Regions from separate parts of the Hordeum vulgare genome. Here all the other regions are linked to region 1. Evidence: chromatin contacts called from public Hi-C data. All regions are on one chromosome and are shown on one strand. Each heading gives the region's core, a stretch centred on a gene start, on an enhancer-like site or on the middle of the called end of the contact. The rest is flanking DNA. Distances are from core to core; before and after follow the strand shown.

Region 1 (4,076 bases), core at 288-2,787:
TTTGGATTAGCCCTTACGATGTCAAAAGGTTAAGAAATCAGAATATAACTCACACTCCCATATCCTTTAGTATATTCACTGTGCATAATGAACGTGTCATTACAACTTTTCACAGACTAGGAATGGTTTATAATAGGCATTGTCATAGTGTCCTGACCTGGCCCAACAGGAACATTTCGGATCCAGATAATTGCAACCAGAACTCAAAGCTAAGCTTGTACATTCATGAATCATGATAACTCTTATGATTCCACATCTGCGGCTTGTCTTGAAAACAACACATTCTAACCATCAGACACTTTGCATTTCTGCTAGATAATAGCTACTACAATAACATGCCAAAAGAGCAGTACAGTATGCAAACATGAGCAGTTGGGTATATGGTGCCGAGCATAAATGAGTCGACGCTAACAATAAATACCAGAATTGCCACATACGGTTGTGCAACTCTGGTGGGGGAACAAAATTGGCAGTTCCTTCCGGCCCCAATTAATTTTTTGCTCGGTTTTGCATCGGTTACCATTATTACTGCACACGTGGAACATCCAAAATCGTGCATACTAGCGCACAATTATTAGCAATCTAATAACTAACAGTTGCTATGCTTGAAGAACGACCGGCAGCCAGCGGAAAAATTCAAAAAGAAAGAAGAGGATCGTAAGAGGTCGGGGGCCGGAACCTGGTCGCGGCCCGCATCGTCGTCGTGGCTGGCGATCGAGTTGACCAGCGAGGCGCCGGCGGAGCGCAGCGTGGAGGCGGCCGTGGACGCCCCCGAGGACACGATGCGCATGTAGCTGGAGAGCGAGCGCGCGGAGAAGAGCCCGCCCCCGCCCCCGCCGCCGGTGCCGCCGCGAGGAGCCTGCGCGCCGTTCCGCATCAAGCCAAGCCAAGCCAAGCCAAGCCCAACCAGGGACTCGTGCACGCTACCGCCACCACTCCTCCTCTTCCTCAGATGCGAAACAGAGCCTTGGCCTGCAAGCTAAACCAAACCTAGACGGAAACGCCTGCTTGGCTTGGGCGGCGGTGCTGCGGCGATCGAATCGGCAGGTGAGGTCCCCCCGGGCTGTTTCTCTTGGGGCTCGGAGGAGGCTCTTGCAAGAAACAGCCCACCAACCGTATCCTCAGGTGAGCGACATGGCCGCGGGCGAGCTCGGAGGTCGGGGGCGTGGGAGGGGAACCGGCGCGGGCGTGCGGGGGTGCGAGAGGGCTGGATGGGGAGGCGGGGACTGGTGGTGGGGAGGCCGGCGAACTGGTGGTGGTCGGGCTGCGAGCAATTCGATCGGAGAAAGCGAGGGTTTGCGGTTTTGATGAGCCCTCTTCTTTTTTTTCCTTGGCCGTGTGGGAAAGGGAAGGGGAAGCAGACGGGGCCCCGGAGATGGGATTGATGATTAGGTTGAAATACTCTATGGAATTGGGATTGGAATTGGAGGAGGTAGCATTAGGGAAGCAGGAGGAGGAGGAGTAGTAATATTCTCCTCTCTTAAAAAAAAGTCGGTTGCTGCTCTGAGTTTTCGAATCGGAGGAAAAAATAATACGGAAGCCGGTTGGTGTTCCCTAGTTTTGCTTGGCTTCGTGTGGAGTTTTGATGCGGCAAGAAAGCGAAGACGAGGCGGCCAAGGTGGTTAACGAGGAGCAACGGGGATCGATTATCTCGCCTACCCGACTACGTTCGCGTCGTTGCCTCGCCGGCTACGTTTCCCAGCTCTCTCTCTCTCTCTCGTGTGGTCCTCTCCTCTCCCTCGCGTCGGATCTGCCTGGCGCGGTCGGTCGGGTTCGGTGAGTCGATTCACCGCGCTACGTGGGCTCTTTTCTCCTCCGTCGATTGCCAGGTCTGTCATGAGTATGCGTCTGGATCGGGTTTTGTTTTAGGGAAACGTTTCTATCCGGGCTCCGGCCGAACCGTTGTGCCGTACTTACGCGGGCCGTGTGATACTTCCTCATCGCGCATCAGTTTTCGTTGGCCCACCATTTCCGTTTTTTCCCTCTTCGACTTCGCATTCATCGGTGTTGCAGCCGGCAAGCAGCACGGCGAGGGGGCGACTAGCAGTGACGTCGAGCGACGACGACGAGCAACGTCAAGCGGCGATGGCGGCGGATCCCGACAGTGTTTCAAGCTCTCCGCCGCTCGCGCGGTTTTTGACGAGCGCCTCCGGGGAGTCCCGCGTTGTTCCTTCAAGCCGGCGTGCCTTCTCTGTCGGATCTCGTCCGCCGGCCGTCATGGAGTCGCATTGGATGCCATCGGTGTTGGAGACGAAAAACTATGACAAAGACGACGACGTTGCAACCGTCGATGAAAAAAGCTTCAACCGGCTATCGAAAATGCTACAACCGGCATTGTCGAAAGCTTCAACGAGAGACGACGGGAATCAAGGGCCACCCACCACGCAACCGCAGAAGCTGCAACCGGTGATGAAAAAATCTTGAACCGACGATATAAAAAGTTCAACCAGCGACAACGAAACACAAAAGGCTGCCATCGTTAACACAAAAGCTTCAACCATATGTTTGAAAAGCTTCAACCACAGACCGACGAGGAAAAAGCCTGTCATTTTTGCTACAACCAGCAACGAAAATAGCTTCAACCATTGTGAAAAAAGCTTCAAACAACATGGAAAAAGTTTCAACCAAAGTGAAAAAAACTTCAACCGAAGTTCCGGGGGGGGGGGGGGGCAAGTCTGTGCACGCACGAGCGACGAGCGACGGGGGGAGAGGGCATGGGGGTGTTGCGACGATCCGTGACGACGGGGGAGAGGGCATGGGGTGCTGCGACGATCCGTGACGACGTGGGAGAGGATGGGGTGCTTGTGCGGGAGGGGGTCGGAGGTGCGCGAGATGGTGCGCCGGTGCAGAGCAGACGAGATGTCATATCTGACGGTTATTGGAGCTCAGACCGAACGGCTGCTGCCCGACCGGCCGAAGCGTTCGCGCCGGTGCGCCGGCGCAGAACGGTGCCCCTTGTTTTAACTACTACATGATGCTCCAACGAGTTACTACGGAAAACTTGCTAAAAGAATTATGAAAATTGGCAAAAACATCTAATGTGAGCTTATAAATAAAAGACTATATAAAAAGTATAAAAAATAAAAAATACAGTAAAAATAATGTCATTTTTATTAAAAATGTGAATGTGAACTATATATGTATTTTTTGCGGGAATGTGAACTATATATGTATGGTACATGGGACCAATACATATATTGTCAATACAAAATATAATGTAAAAAATAACTTAAGAGTAAAATGTATGAATTAATGATGTGGTGCTTGCATGCACAGAATAATGAAAAAACAATGGTGACCTATCCATGGGAAACGTTAGGGAATGTTGCATGAGAAACAAAAAATTTCCTACGCGCATACAAGATCTATCCATGGTGATGAGCATTTACGAGAGAAGATATTGTATCCACATACCCTTGTAGATTGCTAAGCGGGAGCGTTAAATAACACAATTGATGTAGTGGTACGTCTTCGTGATCCAATCACGATCCGTGCCATGAACTCCCGATCAAGCATCGAACAAACGGCACCTCCGCATTCAACACACGTACAACTCGATGACAATCTCCGCCTTCTTGATCCAACAAGAGGGGCGGAGAGGTAGATGAGTTCTCTAGCACGGCGGTGTGGTGGAGGTTATGGTGGTGCTATCCCGGCAGGGGCTACGCCTAGTGCTACCAAAACCACAAACGGAGGAGAAGACGATATAGGGAGAGAGAGGGGCGCCAAGGGCTTCATGTGTGCTCTTGGGGCGCCCCTCCTCTCTATATATAGGTGGAGGGGCATGGGAAACATCCCCTCCAAGCCCCAGGGCGCACACAAGGGGGAGGAGGTGGAATCCTAGTCCCCTTCCTTCCCTTCCATACAAAGGTGGACTTTCCACCTTTCCCAATTGCATGGGTCTTGAGGGACTTGCGCGTTTGGCCCAATAAGGCCACGACATATCCCCTGAGCCCATGCAAACCCTTGGGACATGGTGGAACCCTTGATGGACTTTCGGGCTCCTCCGGAAGTTTTCAGAACCTTCTAGAAGCTTCCCGATACAATACTGGAAAAACCCGAAACTTTACCGGTAG
Region 2 (4,472 bases), core at 59-2,558, 330 kb after region 1:
AGCTCCGGGGCGTACGCCTTGTCCAGCGTCGGGTCCTGCACCCCTTTGCCGCTGTTGTTGTAGAGCCGGTCCGGCGCGAACGCGGCGCACTGCGCCCTCCCGATCGTGTGGCTCCCTGACAGCACCACGAGGTCCTTCCACGACAGGTTCTTCACGCTGAAGTAGGTCTTTAGGTCCACAATGTTGGCGTTCGGCGGCGCCAGGTCGTTCTCGGCGTCGTAGCATGTCGACACCTTGCCGTCCCGGCGTCCGGTCTCCACCGGGAACCGTGGCCCGTTGGTCTGGAACAAGGAGGCGGTGTTTGGTCAGCTAGAACTAGAAGCAAAGCGTCACAAAATCCATGGAGCCGATGAAAGTGGGGGATTGTTAAATTACCAGGTACACGGCGTCCCGCGCGGCCATGATGATGATGTCTGCGCACGACACGGTGAGCGGGCACTCGTCCTCCAGCTTGGCCTTGATCCTCTCGACCTCGTCGAAGCCGCGGAGGCTGTAGCTCATCGGCATGGCGTCTCTCTCCCCCTTCTTGCTCCTCGATTTCAGCATGATCGACCCGTCGCACCCCTGCAGATCACGCATCCGGCCGGTTAAGCGAAACACATTTACACAGCTCGGGCACGGCAAGGAAAAGCAGCGCAGGACGCACCCTGACGAAGCAGTCGTGGAAGAGAAGCCGGAGCAGCGCCGGGCCGAGGGTCCTGTCCTCGTGGACGATGTGCCGCATCTCCTCGAGCACCAGCTCCTCCGCGGCCGGGCAAGTCTTGTCGTAGAACCCGACGGCGAGCCCGGCGCCGGCGGGATCTGCGTGGCCCGGCACCAGCATGGCGCTCACGACGGCCGCGAGGACCAGCAGCCTGAGGAGCACGTCCAATGCCATCCGGCCGGACCGGAGGAGAAGAGCCGCAGGTCGTGGACGAGGTTGCTTGGTCGTGGCGAGGGGAAGCAGCCCAAGGCCAAGAAACGTTGAAACTATCTCGGTTTCGGGGTCAGCAGGGAACTCGCGGTAGGGGAAGAAGATTAAATTTGCTGGCCGGCGTCGACCGCCCGCGCATGAATTGAAAACACCCGGAATGGCGAGGAAAAAGAAAGAGTTGGAGAGGCACGGGTAGGTTGAAGATCGCTGTCGAGAAGCTCGGAATTCGCAAGTTAGTTAAAAACTGAGGCAGACAATGGCTGTCTGGCTGGCTGGCTGGCTGGGAACGGGAATGGGAACGGGGTGGTGGAGGCTACGCGCAAAGGCGGGGAATATGCAAGCAGAACGGAACAAAAATCCCCCTCGTTTCACGCGGCACATGAGACTGGACTGGACCAGGCGGCGCGAGTGCGCCGAGCAGATAGGCTCCCCGTCTGGACGGCGGTCGTGGGATGGGGGCTTTTGGCTTTTGCACTTGTCAACGCGCGCTGTTCACACACCTCGGCCGACTACCAGACGAGCAGAGCCTCACATTTGTGAACACGCCAGTACGGATTACTACTCTGTGAAGGTAATATTAGCTGACAAAATGAACCGACCGATGCATTTGTAGAGACATGCAAGCATGTAATGGGAAATGAGCTGACCAAATGAACAAATATTCAGGCGCCTAGTACGTCTTAACTGGTCTCTGATGGCTGTGCTGACCAGGGATTGCTGGCGTGTAGCACGGGGGAGGACAGGCTGTGCACAGGCATAAGCTTCCTGGTGGTAAGCTACTCCACCTGCCGGTCATCGTCGTTTACGCAAGCTAGAACTTGTCAAGGTCAAAGTACTGTGTTTAACAGAACCCGATTGTAAAATCAGTCGGCCACCATACTTGATTTGTTCCTTAGTTTATGGACCCTGATATTCATCACACGTGTTGTGTCACAATGAACATCCAATCATACGCCTCGTCCGGTTATATTAGGGTGTGTTCGGTTTGAGGATCAAAAGGCATGAAATGTCATGGTTCCATTCCGGATGCATGAGTTGATTTCATTCTTGTGTTCGGTTGGACATAAAAAATGACATGGGTTGATTTTATCCATGTGTTTGGGTTGGGAGATGAAATGAGAAGAATCTCATTCCACTCACCTCTCCATATGAATGGTGAGATTACTTCTAATATGCTCATATATCTCTCTACATTTGGACAACATATAATTCAAAATTTTGGCAACATTTTCTTTGTATTTTGAACAAGCAATTTAATAGTATATGATCACAAGTCAAACAAATATATAACATTATGTAACAGATTTTCAATACAAATATCATAAGATGCAACAATATCACAAGGTCATCATCGAAAAGAAATATTGTTCATTACAATCCATACATATGGTTCACATACTAGTCATCCAAAATCTCTCTTAATTGAAGTTCAATACAAGTTCATAATGCAAAGTTCATCATCTCACGCTAGTCCATACGAATAAATGCTTCATGTGAAGTTCGTTGTCACATACCTACCCACCCAAATCAACCGGTTAGACTCCCCGAGCGACATGAAAGCTCTTGCTATCTTGGGATTGTCCACAAGATGGGCATAGTAGTGAGCAAGGTATCCTTCAGCAAATCCAATAGTGTCGGAGACAACTTCCCAAAGGTCATCAGGTATAGTATCATCATCTCCACCAGACTTCACAAGAGCTGCAGCTACAAGTTTGAACCCATCTTGAAGAGTTGTCATCAACGGATCATCCTTATTTTCACCACCTTAGCCTTCACTTTTGCTGGTTCATTGGGATTTGAGGACTCACCAACATTTGGTGACATGTTCACCTTACTATTGTCATCATCTTCTATTTCAATGGAAAGGTCATCATTAGCAGACCTTGCAGTCTTCCTTGTAGCACTTTTTTGCAGGGAAATTGTCTCCATGGCGTGGTAGTGCTCAATTGGGGTATTTAAGAAGGCCACATTAGATTTGTGACCCGTTGTGATCCGTTGGGAGGAAAATTGTCTCCAGATGCGAGAGAGAGGGAGAGTGGCGACTGGGAGGAAAGAACAAGAGGTGAGGGATAGGGTTCGGGGCATGAGGGGTGAGAGCGGTGAGGCATTGGTTTCTTTTCATTTTTTTGCGTTGAATCGATTAATAACGAGGCCGTTCCACCGATTCCCACGCATCGCTATATGAAGCATCTGGAGGGAATATACACTGCATGCGGACAATCCGGTTCTGGATACAAACGCAACCGAACACGAGGATGGGCTGCATGGGAATGAATCAACCCATCCGATGACACCTTATCCTCAAATCGAACACACCCTTAGAGAGTGACCCCACAAGATCATATGTGGCAAATACACTGTCCACACGTCCGAACGCAGATATTAGTGCCCACACGCCGGTCCAACAACAGCTACTCATCCACATCCCGCACGTGTGACACGAAGCAATTCCGTCCTAATGTTTTTTGATGACAACTTTAGTTATTCGGGGATAACAACTTTAGTTGCAAAGAACTGTAACTTTCTGTTTGGATGACAAATTTCAAATTTTGGGGGTTTTATTTTTTTCTGGATGGCAATTTTAGTTGTAAAAAGATCAAGACGGTGTTACTTTGTGCCACATGTGTGTCCCTTATCAGTGGGTTAATTATAATTGTTATGTTTAATTAACTCTAGTTGCCACGTGTGATCAAATCATAGTTGCCATGTATAGTCAACTATAGTTGTCATGTATGGTCACCTATAGTTGCCATGTGTGATTAACTAGTTGCTACGTGTGGTTAAACCATAGTTATCATGTATGGTCAACCATAATTGCCATGCATGATTAACTAGTTGGTACATATGGTCAAATCATAGTTGTCATGTATGGTCAACCATAGTTGTCATGCGTGATTAACTAGTTACCACATATGCGCAATTGTAGTTGTCATCTATCACCGTGCGAGCGTCGTGTAGATGAAGAACAGTTCACCCACAACGATGCGAGCAGCCTTGCGCTAATGGACTGGATGGTGTCCTTGTGGGCAAGACCCACACGATGACGTGAGCAGCCATGCGCTAATGGAATGGATGATGCCTGTGTGGGCAAGGAACGATAGACCCACACGACACTGAGTGCTTACATGGCTTTCGACCCAGATGACAAGTCCTGCAATATTTGTGCAAATGAATCGAACCACATCGCATGCATTTAGGTCATATTGATAAATACTACATGCACAAAATTACCATTTAGATAGTTTAATTCTATATATCCACGAGGGGGTGTCCTCGGTTGGATTGAGTTTCATTTTAGCAATCAACGGATGCTACATACTTATTATGATACGCTGAATAGTTATAAGATTCACGATTCATTTGGTCTGTAACTGTAATTTCACTAAGGCACAAGAGTCGGGGAACCGTACTTACGAGATCCAAAATTTAGTCGGTTTGCTACCTTCTATGAAACCGGCCCTACGTCAGGTTCGTGAATCAGTTGTTTTCGGTTTGATAACAGTAGTGCATATATGTGAGAATAGTGGAGACACGTGTTTTGGCTCCTCGGAGCACATGC
Region 3 (4,311 bases), core at 209-2,708, 370 kb after region 1:
CAAAAAAATGTTGATGGTCTTAAAAAAATGTTCGCATATTATAAAATAATTCACACAATGTCTATTAATTTTCAAAAATCGAATACCCAAATTTGTTCCCCATTTACAAAAAAATCATCGTTTCAAAAAACGTTCACTGAATAAAAAACTGTCCATGCATTTTAGAAAAAATATAAGTTTACATCAATCGACAAAATTTGATCACATGAACACGGATTTTCTCTTTTTATAGCGGCAAACACGCCATGTTTTATTATTTCAATTTATTTTGTCCTTCTTTAAATTAATTCATGATTTTTCAAAAATCCAATTTTTTGAGTTTTGAAAAAAATTGTTCATGAAACCATAGAATGTTTGGAACTGAAACATAGGTTCAGGAAATAATAAGACGTTCACGGTTTAAAAAACTGATGATTTTTAAAAACTGATGTTATAAAATGATTCACAATTTTGAAAAATATATTCAACAAATATAAAATGTTCATGATTTTAAAAATGACCATTTATTCAAAACATATCAGTGAATTCGAAGAAAATGTCTATGAAGTAAAAACAACGTTGAGAAAAACTAAAAATATCTCAAATTTCAAAATTTATTCTCCATTAAAAAAAATTCATAGACTGAGTAAAAAACTGCCCATACATTTCAAAAAAAAGAGTGGACATCAATCAACAAAATTTAATCACATGAGCACCACGACCATCATTAATGAGAATGGAAGAAAAGATAAATGGTAACATGATGCGCCACCGTGTTAAGTAAAAAAATAAAGGATGCTCATATGTCGTGGTATTGAACCATACTTATTTGGCTATAATGTAATATTTTTGTCTCCCGTTGCAACGCACATACATATTTGCTAGTATGAATAATTCGAGTAGTATGGGTATTTCGGGTTTTCTGAACTAGAACCCGAACCCTAACCCGAAAACTGAATAATCAGGAAATGAGAACCGAAGCCTAACTCGATACCCGTATTACCCGACAATTTAGGTAATTCGGTTCGGTTTTGGTTCAGGTAGCGGGTTAGGGTACCCAAATGCCGGGTGACTCACAGGAGCTCCGTCACTTCCGACCGAGACGTCCGCCACATCATCTGGTTAAATCCAACGAAACCAAGACCCCTTTCGCCACGCTATCCTCGCTAGTACTAGTAGTCTCCCCGTGGTCAGGGAAAGCCGTTCCCCTCTGCAATTTCATCTGAAAGAGCCCACCACCGGAAGCCCTATACCTTCCCGTAACCACCGTCCATCGGAGAACGCATTGCAGGCAACATTGGGCTCCCCACCTTGGCAGGCTCGCTCGGATCCTCTGATCGCATAGGTGGCCTCAAATTTCCCTAAAAAAAAAAAGAAAAAAGGTGCCCTCAAATCCTCACGATCTGCCACCGTCCGCGGGCGAGGGTCGCAGGAGCCCCGCCTTTGTCCAGCCGCGAGGAAAAGGGACGCGGGCGACCAGTCAGACCTGACTGGTGGACCCACGAACCCACGGTTAGTGAGACAGAGGTCATACTAATTCGTCCGGAATGGAGGCGTATTCTATGAAGTACGTTTTTCCCTGATAAAAGCGTATTCACGCTGAACCGTTTTCCTTTTCCCTGATTTATTTTTAAAACAGTTTTGACCCTAAGTTTGACTGACTCTAGTTTTTAAACCATAACTCCAAAAGATTTGATTCTATTTCTCACCTTCTTTAAATTTCCTCTAGTTTAATTTAGTAATTATTTCAAAATTTTCAAAACAACTTTTCTGCATTGTGTAGGAATTGTATGTTAATTTCAATATTTTCAAAAACAGGAAATGGTGGGGAGATTAAACTTTCAAAAGTTTTGGAGTGCACCCTACCCTTCTGCATACTCAAGGCAAACATCTTGAACCCTGATTTGTCATGATCTCAGGAATTGCTAGCTATGATAAATGAATGCATGTTTATGCTAGTGTGATAGAAATTTTCATATAGGAAATATTTATGTAAGTGCATCTCGTGCCCCTTAGTGATATTGGTGGATTGAAGACTTATAGGATAAGAGACCGATACGTTTGTGAGTGTACACAGGCTCTATAAATTGCTAAAGAGTTTGAGTTATTCGATGAATATCGACCCCTAAAAATGTATGTCTTCGGGTGAAGACTTTGATCGCGGAGAAATTGCGAAGAAATTGATATTCCTGATGAAGACATTGAAGATGAGGAATTCGGTGTGTCCCCAGGAAAATACTCTATTGTCTTTGAAGCTTGAAGATTTACTATTTTTGTTTCATTTTCTTCATTCTTGAGCCATAGGAACACCATACTGTTAAAGCGGGTCGAGGTAAAACTAAAGAAAGAATTTCCTCATGATGCTTAACTCAAACCTACACCTACCTGATCCTCAAAGTGAGGAACATGAGAGACATGAGGACTTTCACAGTTGAAACTTCCGACCGTTGCCGCGTCGCGCGCCACGTGTCCCAAATCTTATCCACCCAACAGTCATGTCATTAAGGGCATTAATGTCAAATCATGTCGGGATGCTCCCAGGCTATAAATAGCCGCCCCCACAACCACTAGCTCGTTGGCTGCTCCGAGAGAAACTCACACTTGTCATTTAGAGCAACCCAATTCCTCGAGGACTTTGAGAAAAAATCATCAAGTGAGGAAATAACCCAAACACCAAAACCAAAACCAAAGTGATTGAGCATCAGTGAAGAACTTGTTCCTGTGTGAAGCCGGCGCTTGTTACCTTTGAGGACTGTGCATCCTCCAAACGGTTAGGCGTCATGATCTAGAGCATCCAGCAGTCAATTGTGGATCGCTGGGTGACCGGGTTTGTGAGGGTTTGGAAGACTGCCCTGAAGACTTACCACGAGTGTTGGGCGAGGAATCTGTGTCGTTATCTCAAGGAGAATACGGTAGGGACTGTGTGTCCCGGGACTGTATGATGTATTTGCTTCCTTATCTTTTCTTTTTCTCGCCTTGGTAGACATGTCCTTCACATAGAAAACCCGCGCCACATCATTTGCTAGGACGAATGGTTCATTTGTGTGCCCAAGATTGTTGAGATCCACTGTTGTCATTCCGTACCGCGGGTCTTCCTTTACCCCACCTCCTTTCAGATTGATCCATTTGCACCGAAACAAAGGACCTTCAAATTGTTTCCGTAGTCAAGTTCCCATATCTCCTCTATGTAACCATAACATGTGTCCTTTGGCCTATTGTTGGTGTTTGCTGCATCAAAGCGGACACCACTATTTTGGTTGGTGCTATTGTTATCTTGGGTGATCGTGTAAAATGTATTCCCATTAATCTCGTACCCTTTGAAAGTCAATATAGTCGAAGATGGTGACTTGGCCAGCAAGTACATGTCATCTCCAACTTGAGGGTCATCATGAGAGGTGTTTGCAACCAACCGCCGAATGACGCCATGTGTGTATGTTTGATCTAGGGATCAGACTGCTCCGGGTTCTTGGATCGTACAATATCCATGTGTTCCTCGATATACGGAGTCACCAAGGTGGAATAGTGTAGAGCTATGTAGTGTGCTTGCGCCCGAGAATGCCCATCCCTACATATTACTAAATCCTTTCCTAGCATGCCTTTTCCACCCAGTCTTCCCTCATGTCGTGATTCAGGAAAACCAATCAGCTTAAGATCAGGAATAAAGTCAACACAAAACTCAATGACCTCCTATGTTTCATGGCCCTTGGAGATGCTCCCCTCTAGCCTAGCACGGTTGTGAACATATTTCTTTAAGACTCCCATGAAACTCTTGAAGGGGAACATATTGTGTAAAAATACATGACCCAGAATGGCAATCTCTTTGACTAGGTGAACTTGGACGTGTGTCATGATATTGAAGAAGGATGGTGGGAACACCAACTTGAAACTGACAAGACATTGCACCAATTCATTATGTAAGCTTGGTAGGATTTCTCGGTCGATTACCTTCTGAGAGATTGAAGTGAGGAATGCACATAGTTTCACAATGGATGGTCACACGTTTTCCGGTAGAAGCCCCCTCAATGCAACCGGAAGCAATTACGTCATAATCACGTGGCAGTCATGAGATTTTAGGTTATGGATTTTTTTCTCTGCCATATTTATTATTCCCTTTATATTCGACGAGTAGCCAGACGGGACCATCATACTGAGAAGGAATTCAAAGAATATTTATTTCTCTTATTTGGTAAGAGCATAGTTGGCAGGACCTTGATACTGCTTTGGATGCATGCCATCTTTTTCGTGCATACGTTGTTGGTCCTCCCGTGCCTCCGGTGTATCTTTTGTCCTCTCATACATGCCCAGGAATCCTAGCAGGTTCACACAAAGATT

Evidence for each region. Hi-C and Micro-C count contacts between places; a contact is called where the count stands out from the background.
Region 2: a Hi-C map of leaf shows a contact between it and region 1, with 2.9 times the contacts expected there. The contact joins the promoter of LOC123440349 here to the promoter of LOC123444596 in region 1. A contact is called at or near these places in 4 of 6 Hi-C or Micro-C datasets (leaf and seedling) and 1 of 1 datasets of contacts at active chromatin or transcription factors (embryo).
Region 3: a Hi-C map of leaf shows a contact between it and region 1, with 4 times the contacts expected there. The contact joins the enhancer-like site here to the promoter of LOC123444596 in region 1. A contact is called at or near these places in 2 of 6 Hi-C or Micro-C datasets (leaf and seedling) and 1 of 1 datasets of contacts at active chromatin or transcription factors (embryo).

What each region holds. Positions count from the first base shown.
Region 1 is chr3H:513,409,225-513,413,300 of MorexV3_pseudomolecules_assembly, forward strand. It overlaps LOC123444596 (autophagy-related protein 18f-like), which reads right to left and starts at 1,538. Exons shown (of 8, transcript XM_045121377.1): 1 at 680-1,538. The coding sequence starts at 877.
Region 2 is chr3H:513,741,152-513,745,623 of MorexV3_pseudomolecules_assembly, forward strand. It overlaps LOC123440349 (peroxidase 56-like), which reads right to left and starts at 1,309. Exons shown (of 3, transcript XM_045116921.1): 1 at 647-1,309; 2 at 376-564; 3 at 1-281. The coding sequence starts at 877.
Region 3 is chr3H:513,777,858-513,782,168 of MorexV3_pseudomolecules_assembly, forward strand. No RefSeq gene overlaps it. Among protein-coding and RNA genes, the nearest start is that of LOC123440349, 38 kb to the left of the region's middle. Within about 2 kb of position 1,459, at least 3 of the 3 cell types and tissues checked have open chromatin away from gene starts, as enhancers often do. A contact at or near this core is called in leaf and seedling, where this site is marked.